Regions from separate parts of the Zea mays genome. Here all the other regions are linked to region 2. A link is a contact called in public Hi-C data. All regions are on one chromosome and are shown on one strand. Each heading gives the region's core, a stretch centred on a gene start, on an enhancer-like site or on the middle of the called end of the contact. The rest is flanking DNA. Distances are from core to core; before and after follow the strand shown.

What was found. A called contact is a pair of places that touch in the nucleus more often than the background predicts.
Region 1: a contact with region 2 is called in a Hi-C map of ear, with 2.5 times the contacts expected there. The contact joins the promoter of LOC100191980 here to the promoter of LOC109942349 in region 2. A contact is called at or near these places in 3 of 25 Hi-C or Micro-C datasets (bundle sheath, ear and leaf mesophyll).
Region 3: a contact with region 2 is called in a Hi-C map of tassel, with 3 times the contacts expected there. The contact joins the promoter of LOC100276002 here to the promoter of LOC109942349 in region 2. A contact is called at or near these places in 5 of 25 Hi-C or Micro-C datasets (bundle sheath, ear, leaf and 2 more).

What each region holds. Positions count from the first base shown.
Region 1 is chr9:157,715,780-157,720,407 of Zm-B73-REFERENCE-NAM-5.0, reverse strand. LOC100191980 reads right to left here and starts at 2,188. Exons shown (of 6, transcript NM_001137404.2): 1 at 1,307-2,188; 2 at 303-661; 3 at 70-205. The coding sequence starts at 1,364.
Region 2 is chr9:157,290,027-157,294,419 of Zm-B73-REFERENCE-NAM-5.0, reverse strand. It overlaps LOC109942349, which reads right to left and starts at 1,624. Exons shown (of 3, transcript XM_020544288.2): 1 at 1,339-1,624; 2 at 807-967; 3 at 1-739. The coding sequence starts at 1,360. The coding sequence ends at 449.
Region 3 is chr9:157,560,710-157,565,062 of Zm-B73-REFERENCE-NAM-5.0, reverse strand. LOC100276002 reads left to right here and starts at 1,981. Exons shown (of 1, transcript NM_001329204.1): 1 at 1,981-2,522. The coding sequence starts at 2,104. The coding sequence ends at 2,358. It overlaps LOC103639534 (nuclear pore complex protein NUP96), which reads left to right. Exons shown (of 6, transcript XM_008662276.3): 4 at 1-22; 5 at 120-217; 6 at 469-880. The coding sequence ends at 655.

The DNA of each region.
Region 1 (4,628 bases), core at 939-3,438, 430 kb before region 2:
GGGAATGAACAAGAAAGTTATAAGAAACTAGGTGTTAACAAAGCAGAGCCATAGAGATGAAGCACACACTTCTAAACAGATGGTTCTCCAAACTTCCCTTGGGCATAAATTCATACACCAGAAGCCGGTTGTCACCATCTGAGCAATAACCAATGAGCTTAACAAGATTCTTGTGGTGAAGTTGGCCAAGGTAATCAACCTCTGTCTGCAGCAGCAAAAAAAAAAGGGAAGAACAGTCATGATTCATGAACAATGACAGATGTCCTAGGAGCAGGGAAAATGTAGAAGAGCTCCAAGCCTACCAGCCATTCCTTGTGTCCTTGAAAACCTTCCGGTTTAAGCTTCTTCACAGCAACAACCATACCACTCCCAGGTCTTGAAGGAGCAAGCGTGTGCTCATCAATCCAACCTTTGTAGACATGCCCAAACCCTCCTTCCCCAAGAAGGCTGTCCGGTCGGAAGTTCTTGGTTGCATTTTTTAGATCATTGAACGTGAATGCCTTCAAATTAGAAGATGACAATATTTCACCTTCTGTCCGAGGAGTAGGAAGCTCATTTCGATCTCTCATTGATGGAAGAGTCAGTGTTGAACGACTTGAGTTGCTCTTAATTGTGGAAGGGACTGACGACAAACTTGTCTTGCTGGTCACTTTTGATGGGTCTGATCTCTCAACAAGAAGCCAAGAAAAAATATGCATGAGAAGAACTTCATATGGTATCAACAGTGTTAACGATTATGAAGGTGTCATATATATACTCGTGAAGTCTGGTACCAACATTACAACAATTAAGTAATTGTCTGGTATTGTATTAAGCTGTCAATTTGAGAGCAAACAATGCTCCAGCCTTCCAGGCTGATCATATGTGGAAGTACTTCCCTAACTGGGCCTCTACCAAATTTGTGAACCTACTGCGTGCCATTCGAAGGAGTAGAACTATGTCACAGAATTCCTACTGGATCCACAATAACCTCTTCCGTTTGTTAACATGAAAACAAAGTAATATCAAGCCTAGTGTTCAGATTTGCAAATGATGCCTGTGAAAGTGCCGTGACTATATTTAGGCACAAAAAGTTCCCGACTGTTGCCTTTAAACCCTATCTCTGTCTTATCCGACAGAAGTAACAAAGAGGAACTAAAGTAGGAAAGAAGGTGCTAACTAACTGCTAAAAACAAGAACTCCAGACCGAAATAGCATGCCGATCTAAAATTCACTGAATAAGACATAGCAGTCCAGTCGATAAAAGGAAAAAAAACTGGACAAGTATGGAGCGAAATAACTCTAGAAAGAGAAGCAGGGCACTCACAGGCAGCATTGTTCATGCTGTGATCTACCCGCGCCGTGGTGTCGATGCAATTCCCCATCTTGCTCTCTACCAGTTCACCCACTGCCCATGCACTGTGCACTCCAGACAAGAAGAACGCGGTAGCCTCTGCAGGATCCCCAGCTAGCAGCAGATCAGCTCAATCTTTCCCGTTTGCACGACAGAACCGAGCAGGAAAAGATGGCCTCCCTTGGCTCGTAGCACGAGAAGCTCAAAGACCAGCCAGCGAGGCAAGCTAGGAGTGAGCGAACCGCCCCCCAAAGGTCCAATCTTTGCAAGGTCTGGATGGAGCTCAGCCGCTAATTCGGGAGGGAAAGCCAGCAAGGTCGGTAGCCACAGAGCCAAGAAAGCAGCGTGCAAGAAGAAGCAACCTGTATTGTAGACTATACCCCGGGTACCTCAAAAGTCAATCGAAATCTCGACGCCCAAACCCGGTCAGCTTCTCTCTCGAGCTGACCAACCGCGCCCCCCTAGCAAGAATCCAAGCTGCTGCCCTTTTTTTTCCCTTCTCCCTGCAGGTGGTGGAAGAGCCCCGCCCAGTGACGACCCACTCACAGACTCACTCCTGGCGGCGAGAAGGGAAGATAACCCTGCTTGCAGAAACGGCGGCGCCGCAGCAGATGTCGGAGGAGCTCACACCTCGAGGCGAGGCGAGGCCGTTGAAGGGCAAACACACCGCCCTCACGGGTCGGCCGGGTAGGTCGAGGCTGGGTGCGGCCGGATCGCTTGACTTGGCGCTGGCTGGCTGGCTGGACGGAGGCGAGGTGCGGCGGAGGCAGATGAAGCAAGCAAGCAAGCAAACCGGCGGACGGTCGGAAGCAGACCGCCACCGGCCGAGCTAAGGTGGTGTGGAAGCCGCGGAAGGGAAGCGGTGGCTTCTTTGGCTTTTCCCTCCCCTCTTGTCTTGTGCGCTGCACTGCACGCTACGCTCCGGAGTCTGGGAGTAGGGATTTACGTATATACCCTTGAGAAAGAAGGATGCTTGTGCAGATGCCCTTTCGGTAGCAGTGGTGGATTGCACTGCACAGAGGTGGTGGCAGTTGCAGGGTAGCTTTCACGATCTGTAGCACCAGTCTTGGTCTGAACTGAACTTTACCAAAGCAGCAAAGAGGCGCTCGCTCCTAGCTAGATCTTGGATAAAAACTGCGTGGTTTTGGACCTCCTCAACAAGTAAGTCATGCTCATAGCCGAATTGATATTTTGTCCAGAACGACGTACGTGGACGCTCAAATTGTTTATCGTTCGAGAATAGTGGATGTATGTCGGAATCAGGTTTTTTTTGTTGTGAACGACCGAAAATGTGGAACTTCCTTCCATATCCTGCAAATCACTCCAGCTCCAATATGCTAGCCTAGTTTGGCTATTTTAGTATTGAGTTTAATCCATATGTATTAAATTGGATTGAAGTATAATTTAAATTGATTTACACCTTAATCCACCTTAATGTAGTGTACGCCGTAGACATGTACTAGCATTGTTTGTACGGCGATCATTTTTTATTTGTTTCTATTCCGGTGTTAGTCGTTGACCTTTACTACAATGTACTGCACGCGGTCCTAGCTTTCCCTGAGCGCCGGCCGGCCCCGGCCAGCCAGCCAGCCGCCGCCTCGGTTTTCCACGGGCGGTGACGGCGAATGGATCCAGATGCATCGCATGTGTACACGTACCGACTGATGTCTGCACTGTCCGCTGTCCTTGCGGTGACTACTTTATAGAGCAGTGGAAGTGCTTGGGCTGTTGGGCGTGTGGGCACTGGGCAGCGGGCAATGAACAATTCAGAGAGTCTCAGTCAGAGTCAGGGACGCTCCCATGGTGCCCTAGCAGCACCGCTGCCGCATGCATCCTAAACACAATTACTGCGTCCACAATTACTACGACGGGTTTCGATCAGTTTCACAAAATGCATGCATGAACTGATCGCCAGGTCCTGCTACTTGCATTGAATTTGGTTCATGCATGTCGAGTCATGGGGGAACAGCAGGAATCAATACAAACCCGATCCACAGACCCCCACGTCCGAGTCAAGTCCTGCCTATGCAAAGACTGCAGCAGTGTTCTCATCCGACGAGCTATGCTCCCTACAGGCTACAGCAGAGCAGACGACAGCCAGAGAAAGCCGCAAATTTTAGGGAGCAGAAGCAGATAGTACACATTCAGAGCACCAAACAAATCCTCGTCGACCGGACCCGGTCAATGGCTGACAACACGATAAAAAAAACAAAACAAATCTCGCATGTCTCTGCACGAGCGGAAACAAAAGGCATGATTGCGTTTAGTATAGAAAGAAAAGAAAAATGGAAGGATAAAAGAATCGTGCCGTCAGGAAAATGTAACTAAGCTATCTAGAAGTCGGAGGCAGCGGAATAAAGGGAGCTGCTGCTGCTGCTGCTGCTCTGCTTGCAAGTTTTGTTCCAGCTAGCTTGATCACACTCTTATCTCTGACACACACAAAATATTTTTTCCGGTTGTTGTTGTTTGTTTATCTATACCATATGGTTTATTATATTTTAAGTTGAACTTATTTTTTATGTGTTTCTTTAATAATTTGTAGGGATTGGCAATTTAGTATTGTAGACTTTTGTAGCGGTACGGATAATCGGATAAAATTACACACACGGATACATATATAGATAAGATTCTATGTCCACGGCCAATACACGGACATATCCATTGCCATCTCTACCTAATCTACAGCGCGCTGCAATCATTCATGCGCAGGAAGCTAGTGGTGGAGTGGCAGGCATGCAGGAGGAGTTTGGCGGCGAGCACTATCTGACCTAGCTAGTCTGTCGGCAGTGAGGGAAGGTGCTGGATTGTTCTAGCGAGCAAGAAACCATGCATCACCGAACGCATGAGGCTAGTGATTAAAAGATACCGAGGAAAGCAAATTCGATGGCCATACATACCCATAAATAAACACGCTTTTACCGGGAGTAAACAAACAGACATAAATAAATACGATGGGTGCGGGGAGGGACCATGCATGCATCTGAAAGAAAGACGCTCGCTCCCGATCGAGAATCTGCATACTGCACTGCACATCAATGATCCCTCCCCTCCACCCATCGTATTTCTTTCAGATGTGGTCATCAATAACCTCCCGGAGGTCATCAATACTGCACATCAATAACCTCCGGGTGGTTGCCAAGCAAAGCCTGTGCGGGCCACCGGACGAGAGGGCCGGCTCCATCGGCAAAGCGAGAGCCGGGGAGAAGAAAGGCCAGGGAATCGAGGCCCAAAGGCGAAAGAATTTGGTGGTCGGGCGGACGCCCACGCACACTGCAGCGCTCTCAGACACCACGCA
Region 2 (4,393 bases), core at 375-2,874:
CGGATCTTTCTTCTAGCTGCACTTCTGGTGTACGTGTACCTTTTGAAGATGAAGGCTCGACCGCATCCGCGTGCCACCAAACATAACCTTGAACCATGCATTATTTTCTTCTCTTTTGTTTCCATGTTTATTCAAGGACATCACTGGAGGAAGGGGCATGAAGATGTTATGCCATTACAAACACATCACACCATTATATTATATAATAAACGACGATCCATTTATCGTGCGCCTTTAACCCTGCAGCTCTAGAGACAGCATGTCTCGTTGTAGCCAGCCCGGCCAGAAGCCTTGCAAGGCACGGTTGCATTGCAGGCGGCCTGTGGTTCCAGAGGTGCGCCAGCACAGCATAGCAGGACATCTCCCAAACCCGAGCAATAATTTGGAGTTTTCCCTTCATCCATCGGCACAGATTTGAGATATATCCGTTGCTTGGGCCCCCTCAGACTCAAGAGTCCGGACGCGTCGCCGGAGGAGAGAGGAAGCTTCCAATGCCTGCTGGAGTGGTGGATTCCATTCCCCTTCCCCCCCCGCGTTCTCGAGACAGGCAGCGAACTGACGTCGACGACAGGGAGGGGAGACGGCGCAGACCGACAGCGACACCGAAACCAGTGGGCGGCCGCCGTGCCCACCGAAATGGATGGCGCTGGGCCTCCTTGCGAGGCTTGGACTGCGGCGTGCCGTTGCCGTTGCCGGTGCGCTGTGCGTGGCCGGCCTGCCACCGGATGATTGATGCAGTCTGCCATCACTCAAATCAAATGAGTTCCGCCAATCACCGAAACCATATGTAAAAGAATCCACTGCACCTCTAGAGTACGGTCAGGCTTTGGATGCGCGTAGCCTGGCTTCCTTCGCTCATCCCAGCTAGCACACACTTGTTGATGGCTCTCACTGGTTGATTGGGTAGCCGGGGAGTCGTGATCGGGCGTCTGATGACAAAACTCGACCATTATCGTCGTCCCATTTTCTGCGGAAGGATACAATTAATAGGTGTTAGGATTCTAGCTGCATGAAACTGAACTGCTAAAAATAAAGTACAAACATCTCGCGAAGAAAACAAAAAAATTAACTAATCGAGCAGCATCTTGTTTAGGGTTTTTCGGCTCACACTGTCCAAACATAAACACTGGTCAGTACAAATCCGGCATTAGCACAGAGCATATGCTGGAGCCACCATCTCACCTGTACCCAGAAACGCGCCTATATCAACTCAAAAAAGAAAAAACAGCCGAGCAACCAAGAAACCAGTCAACAGATCCACCACAAAATCGTCCAGAAGAACCAAGAAACGCCGCGGTGGACTGGAGAGAGGCGAGTCAGCGAGGAAGGAAGGATGACCTGCGAGTTGAGGAGGGAGCATGCATGTTCCCCTTCCGGCAGCCCCTGCTGCCAACTCTTTCCGACCTTCGCTCCTCCCTCTCACTCTCTCGCACTCGCATTGCTTCCCTGATTCCTACTCCATCAGCCACCAGTACGTCCACCACCAATGCAAGATCAACTAAACTCACACGAGCTTTCATTTAATGACTAGAGATCAACTAGACTGACACAGACCTTTTCCTTTTAATAATGGATGGAAGATACAATGCGTAGATGCTGATTCAAAGACTTGACGGTAATTTAGTATTTGAAGAAATGAGAGCTGATTCAAAATCGTTTTCCTTGCTTTCAAAGCTCCACGGAGGCAACGGGCCTTTTGAGCTTTCAAAGCTCACTATTCTGCTTTGGCCAATTAGAACGTTCTAGAAGGCATATAATATATATACATTTTATATGACTCTATATCTATATTCTTTGCTTTGTTAAATAAGAATATGTAACCCTATCTTTATCTTATTTGTCTATATAAATATGTCTCCTTTATACTCAGTACTTCCCGTGAGTTTTTTTTTTCTCCTCCATATTTTTTTTTCACGTTAAACTTTGTATCCCACTTTTTCACATGTGATCCTAACAATTGTTATCTAGAGTTAGGGTTTAAACACAACAGTCTATTTCTCCGTCGCCGCCGCCGCCGGTTCTTCATCGATCTGTGCTGCCGCTGTTCCAATCAGATCGTCACGCGGTGTGCATCCTGTCTGTCGACTCCGACACGCCGGTGTCGTGGTCGTTGTCGCCGCCGCCTTCTATCGGTCGCTGACCGTGCGGAGTCTGTATCCGCCAGGAATTTCGATCAGCCCGCCACGGTAGCTATCTCCTATTTTACTCTGCCACCGCACCACGCAACAGGGCTTTTGACGTGACCCATTGCATTCCCATCTGCTGGTTGTCGCCGTCCGCGCTTGAAAAAACAATATGTAGCCGGGGACCAAGTCAACTGGGCTCCATGCAGCTCAGCTCATCATTCATTGTACGATTAAGTCGTAATCACGCATTACCACAAGTTTAACCACGACTGGCCGGGGAAACCAAGCACTACTCCGTACACGTGACGCCACGGCACGGCACCAGCTAGCTACACGGAGGCAACGGGCCTTTTGAACTTTCAAAGCCTACTATTGTGCTTTGGCCAATTAGAACGTTCTAGAAGGCATATAATATATATACACACTAGTAGTAGTATATAATTGCAAAAGGCTAGCTCAGTGTGGCCCTCTGCTTGATCCATATCCACTATTATAGTTGTACCATAAACCATAGCTAGCTAGTGCTATGTTGCATGGGATTAGGTTTTTTTTATGGGTACGACGAAATGTAATGATCCGTCCACAGTCCCCTGCTTTACGCTAATAATCTCGAACGGGGAACCTTATCCATGTTCTCGACCGACGACATAACCGTACTAGTATATATTCGCGTGTGTCGGCAATGCTAATCTACTGGCAGATGGTAGGGGCTATGTGATAATGTGAATACAGATGTGTACACTACTAAAAAAATGGTAATAACGCGTATGGACGGACAAATAAGGAAAATCTCGTCAGATCGATCATGTGGAGAAATTCGTACGACCCGCAACTCGCAAGACACAGACAGCCCCCCCTTTTCGAGACGGGGTGAAAAATGACCACCAAGACAAATTCGAATCCTGTCACCACGTACAGAGTTCGAATCTGTCACTTGCAAGTCGGCTTCGTCAGCAGCTTTTACCCTTTGCAATCGCGCGTGCTCCCGCGGCGGCGCGGCGCGGCCACCTCGCCGTTCCCCCCGCTTCCCCATGTTCCCGGCGACGTCTTTCCAAAGGCCAAGAGCTTCGCGCATAGCTTTCTGGGCTCCTTTCCCCTGTACCAGCCCCCAGTCGGTCCTACAAACTCACGGACTGGCCCAACAACGAAGGCCCTCCTCTAGATTTGGACCGGAAAACTTCAAGCCCAATGACAATGCAAAACGATCAATGAGAACACACACGTCTCCGAGTTCAGATATTTGAAGGTTTAGTTGTATGCATCTGAATGACCCAGTTAATGGTTCAACTATTAACTACTTTTAGCAAATCAGCTAGTAATTATTCAACTATTTGTTAGCTAGCTAATTCTAATACTAACTTTTTAATCAGCTAACTACTAGCTCTAATACATTCAAACAGGGTTTAAGTTTAAGTTCGAACGGTTAAGATATTGTTTCTTCCTCGATGACAACTTTACTTTACATGTGCTGCAGTTCTTTTTGTAACGACAAAAATAACGGTATACGCTCGCGGCTCCACGGTTCGCGGGAGGGCAGGTCGAGTGAGACGTCAGAGAAGGCAACACAGCGGAATTAGCCCTTCGGGCTTGCAACGAGCTACAGGTATAGAGCTCTCTCGGATCAGATGGCTGCCGCCAAAGTGTGCTCTCCGTCGAAGTAGCAAGCTGCCCAGCTACCGACTGTCATGTCGTCTACTACTCTGCTTCATAGAATCAGTCAGACGCAGAAGCGCACCAAAAAAACTTTAAGCACTAAATAATCTAGCAGGAAATTGAACAAGCGTTTCAATAAGTACTTATTACCTATAATACAAGTGGAATTGTGGAAAGATAACTAATGAGACATGTCACGCTGAGAAAAGCCTCGTCCGAAAATTTTATGGCATAACGACATATGCTAAAAGAGCCAAACCCGTTTTAATAATGCCAATAATATGTATCATGAGTAATTAGATCAAATTTCATGAGGAAGAGCACGAGCAAAATGGTCCATGGCCTCGGCCACGACCCGACAACTCGGTGATAAGCCCTATATGGAGTCTCTAATTAGGGACGGTTATATAAGTGTAGATATGGTAAACATCTCAACAAAAATACGAGATAAACTTATCTCGTAAATATAGAGTTATACTCGTTTATAACTTGGCCAATTTATAACTTGACCATTGATTCGATCACGTCATGGTTCATCATACCTTCTCATTCCAACAACTACAAGCATCCCATCTGGACTCATTGGCAGACACAAACATTTAAGATTGGGTATT
Region 3 (4,353 bases), core at 732-3,231, 270 kb before region 2:
AAGAAATGCCATGGATGATTCGGTACAACCGTACAAGCCCTTACTTCAGAGACAAACTCACAAGCATTTCCTTGTAGATCTGTGACTGAGATCAGCATTACTTTTTTTTTTGGTTTCAGGATTCACTCGAGGAGATGAGTGAATCATGCAGAAGTTTCTTTGGTCGATTAAACGAATCGTTGTTAGTCTGGGGAAGCAAATTACCTGTTGAGTCAAGGTAACACTCTTCTACAGTATGTGACTGATCCACATCCACTATCTGAAACCATGTCCTTCTGTACCATGTTTTGATGGAGTTGGCCCACTGGATTATAATGAGCTGGTGCAAATAGCAAACCTGAACTACATGAGGAACTTCGCTGTTATGTTAAATTGTTCAAATCCCAGCTGATTAGCACCATTTGGAATTCTGAAGCATTCTTGTTTAGGTTTATATTCGGAGTATTCTCTCACTGGGCTTGCTGACAGGGCATGCTACTCGAAGATGGCAGAGGAGCTATGCGCGCTTCTGGTGGACACCCCAAGCGAGACGCTGAACCTACCCATGGGGTGTCTTCTGACGATGCTCAACGCTCCAGTTCCAGACGAGAGCAGGTCGTCGTACCTGCAGGATGCACTCTCCGTCTTCACCGAAATCCTTTGCAGCGATCCGTAGGTGAAGGGGAGTGAAGCCTACAGGCAACACGCCGAAGAGTTTGTACGTCTCATGTTTGATACTTGTAGAAAATTAGGAATGTATAACTATGACCTGATGTTGCTCCGGTGAATTTGTAACGCCATCTGAAGACATGTGTCGGGATCTTCGTTGTATGTGAGTACCAGGTCTTATGAAACGTTGACTTGCGAGCTGTACCAATGGGGAGTGATTTCCTGGGCTTCATTTTCTCTGTGTGTGTGTGTGTGTTTATTACAGGGAAGGGCAGCGTCACGGCGACCCGTGCTTCGGTGTACATTGGAGATTACTGAGGCCTTCGTTTCAGCCGTAAATCACATGGATCGAAGAGTACTTTAACTTGGAAATGATTTAGTCTCCCTCAATCCCACTCATTATGATCTTAATTCCGACCCCCAGACCAGAGTAGAGAGAGTGTTGATCTTGCTCTGGCGTGCACGTATGAGGTTCAGGTCACGCCTGTTGAAGGAGGCAAGGACAACCATGAGTCAGCTAAGATATGGGACAACCATGAGTCAGCTAAGATAGGGATATATATCATCCGCGATGGACCGGTGTTTAAAAAAAATAATAAAGTATATTCGTTTAGCTTTAATCTGTATCAGCTTTAAAGAACCAACTTTAATTCGAAACAAACAACCCCGACCCTCTAGGATACCAGCGCGTAGTACCTTGTTTGTGATTGATTGAAGCACAAGGTACGGCGTGGGGTGGCGTGGCTCTGGTCGGTGCAACTGCTACACTAGCGCACCTAAGGGCTTCTTGACTTATAAAATCAAGTGTTTTTATGGTGTCAGATAAGGATATTTTTCTATATGTTCAGTAACATCTACAACTTTTTGTTTCAGTTTTTTTTTGTATATTTAAGATTATTAAAACGCTAAACAAATAGTGATGTCATCAGCGTGTTTGCTTGCATCACAGTAGATTAGCAGAACATCCACAAAACCATCGGCAATCTATAGACAGCCAGACTTGTTTGAATGTATGTAACAATAATTAATATATTGTAATAAAAAATCATCGAGACAGGACGTGCTGGTACTGCTAGAGAACGTGCAACACGCCGGCCCACGGGGATTAAGACCACAGAAAGAGACAGGGTTCGCCATCAAGCGAAGAAACGAAACCAGCGACGGACCAAACCGTCGACGCGGCAGCAGAATTGAAAAAGGCAACGCGCGATGCTTATCCGGAGCTCGAGCAGACCCAAGCGCCTGACGTACTGTTCACCAATCACCACCGAACCGACCCAGGCGCGGCGCGGGGCTATATATATGCCACACAAGCCCATCCGACCCCGATCATCGGCCATCGCAGTTTCACAGACAGCATCCATTCCACAGTCACCAGAGCACTAGAGCAGAGCAACAACCGACAAGAGCAGAGTGAGATCGTCGTCAGCGAGCCCAGCAGATACGAGAGAGAGGATGGCGGACATCGCGTTGCTGGTGGCGGAGCAGTTCGAGAAGACGGCAAGGCGAGGCGCCCCCGGCGGGGACAGCGGCAGCAGCAGCGGGAGCGGCGGCGAGACAAGGAACTTCGGGGCCGTGGCCAAGGTGTGGAGCTCGTGGGTGGAGTCCGCCTCCGCCGCCGCGTCCGGGGTCAGATTCACCGTCGCGGTGCAGCTGGAGCCCAAGACCGGGCTCGCGCTGGCCGCTGCCGACGGCCTCTTCTCCGCCTAGCTTCCTGCCTGCTTCCATGTCTTTCTCCTGAGCAGTGCCAGTGATCGAGCGAGTCCTGCTCCTGCACCCCGTACTATGCTTGTGCGACCTGTACATTTCGTTCGTCGTTGCGCGGTTGCGCCTGCGCTCTAATCCGGAACAAAATACTATTCATATTTGCTCCAGACTCCATTCATGGATATGCATATGTCTGCTCGACTGGTTTCCTAATTTTTTTTGGGTGTTCGACTGCTCCAGCCTCCAGTCTCCAGTACCAGCTGAATTGTTTTTATAGGAACCAGCAGGCTATTCACGCTGTCTGATGGTCCGGCCGTGGCTCCAGTTTCCGTTTCCGAGCAGGCCGGCAGCCCACAGGCCCACCCACCTTCGCGCTGTCATTAGACCGTGGGCTAACTAATTTGCCTAGCCTTTGATGATGCATAAGTTTCAAAATAGATTCTAAGTCAGAAACATTTTATAACCAACCAAAAAGGGATATAACTTGGAATAGAGGAACTTTTCCTAGCTCCCTTAGATAAATTGTAAACACCCCAGTAACCTGTTTGATACACCTAAGACAACGAAACACTCTTTTGGAGCTAGTTTAAGCAGAAACAAAATTCTAAGTTGGAGAAAACAAAAAGTTCAAGATTTATGACTTAGACTAGTTGGATTTTCACTAGATAAGTTTGTCCAAGTCATAGGAGCACCCCTTAAGATCAGTCAAAAGGAATTGAAGAAAATTTGGACAAAAAGAGGGAAACTGGTCTACTGGCTAGGGCATCGGACCGGTCCAATAGTGCACTGAACCGTCCAAGCAGAAGACTCAGACTTAGCCTAAAACTAGCTGGCGCACCATACCGGTTCGACGGCTATCCGGACCTTGTATGCAGGGAGCACATAATTCAACAGTTTCAGGCTAGCGCACCGGTCGCGCACCGGACAGTGTGACAGAAGCCAATGGTCGGCTGACAACCTTCAACAGTAACCTGCGGGCGCAGACTGACAAGGGTAGGGGGTCCGATGCACCATCCGATAGAGCAGAAAATTCAACTTTTCTCCAACGGCTCTTTTGGTGAATACCCCCAACCAACACATTGATAACACAAGATTCGCTCCAACCTACTACACATTAAGTGCAAATCTCCAAGCTTCCAAAGCTATTCCCGCGCCGCATTAGATCGATTTGAGTTTGAGAGACTTAGTTGTTTGCACATTTGAGAGTTGTGAGTTCTTGTGATCTTGATTCGAGTTTTCATTCTCACTCCCTTCTCCATTCTCTTTGATTGTAAAGCGAGGCAAGAGACTTTGTTCTTTGTGTGGAGGTTCTTGCGGGACTTGGTGTCCCTAAGATAGTGAAGAAAACTCATCCGTTCTTCGTGACCGTGTGAGAGAGGAAAGGGTTGAAAGAGACTCGTCCTTTATGGACTCCTCAATGGGATGTAAACTCTTCGAAGTTGAACCTCAAGAAACAAATCGCTCGTGTCTCTGCGTTGATCACAACCTTTGTGATTTGGTTCTTCCTCTCCTCTCTCTCTAGTTCTTTTGCTTGGGATCCATTCGAGTTAACTCCCAAAGTAATCCACAATTGATTGAACAACTCTAAGCAAGAAGAACTCCTCTTCCACACTCCGATTTATTCTATACCCGTTCTAACATTAACCCCGGGTGATATCGGGTGGACACACTAAGAACGAGAAGGTGCCATCAAAAGGAAAGCCCGAGCCTTCGGGATCCAAGCCCGAAGACAAGGTGCCATCAAGAGGGATCAAGTTATCCGGGGACAAGCACAAGCATAAGGAGCGGAAGGAAGAATCCAACAGCTACACCTAATCACACAAGAACAAGGATGTCAAGAAGAAAAAGAAGATGGATAAGGTGGTAATTTATGAGACTGATTCTTTGCCTTCAACATCAGACGGTGAATCGACCTCCTCCAGGCGCCAAGAGCGTAAAAAGAGTAACTAAATTCTATTTCGTTATCCTCACATTCCAAAACATACTCAATTGCTTTCA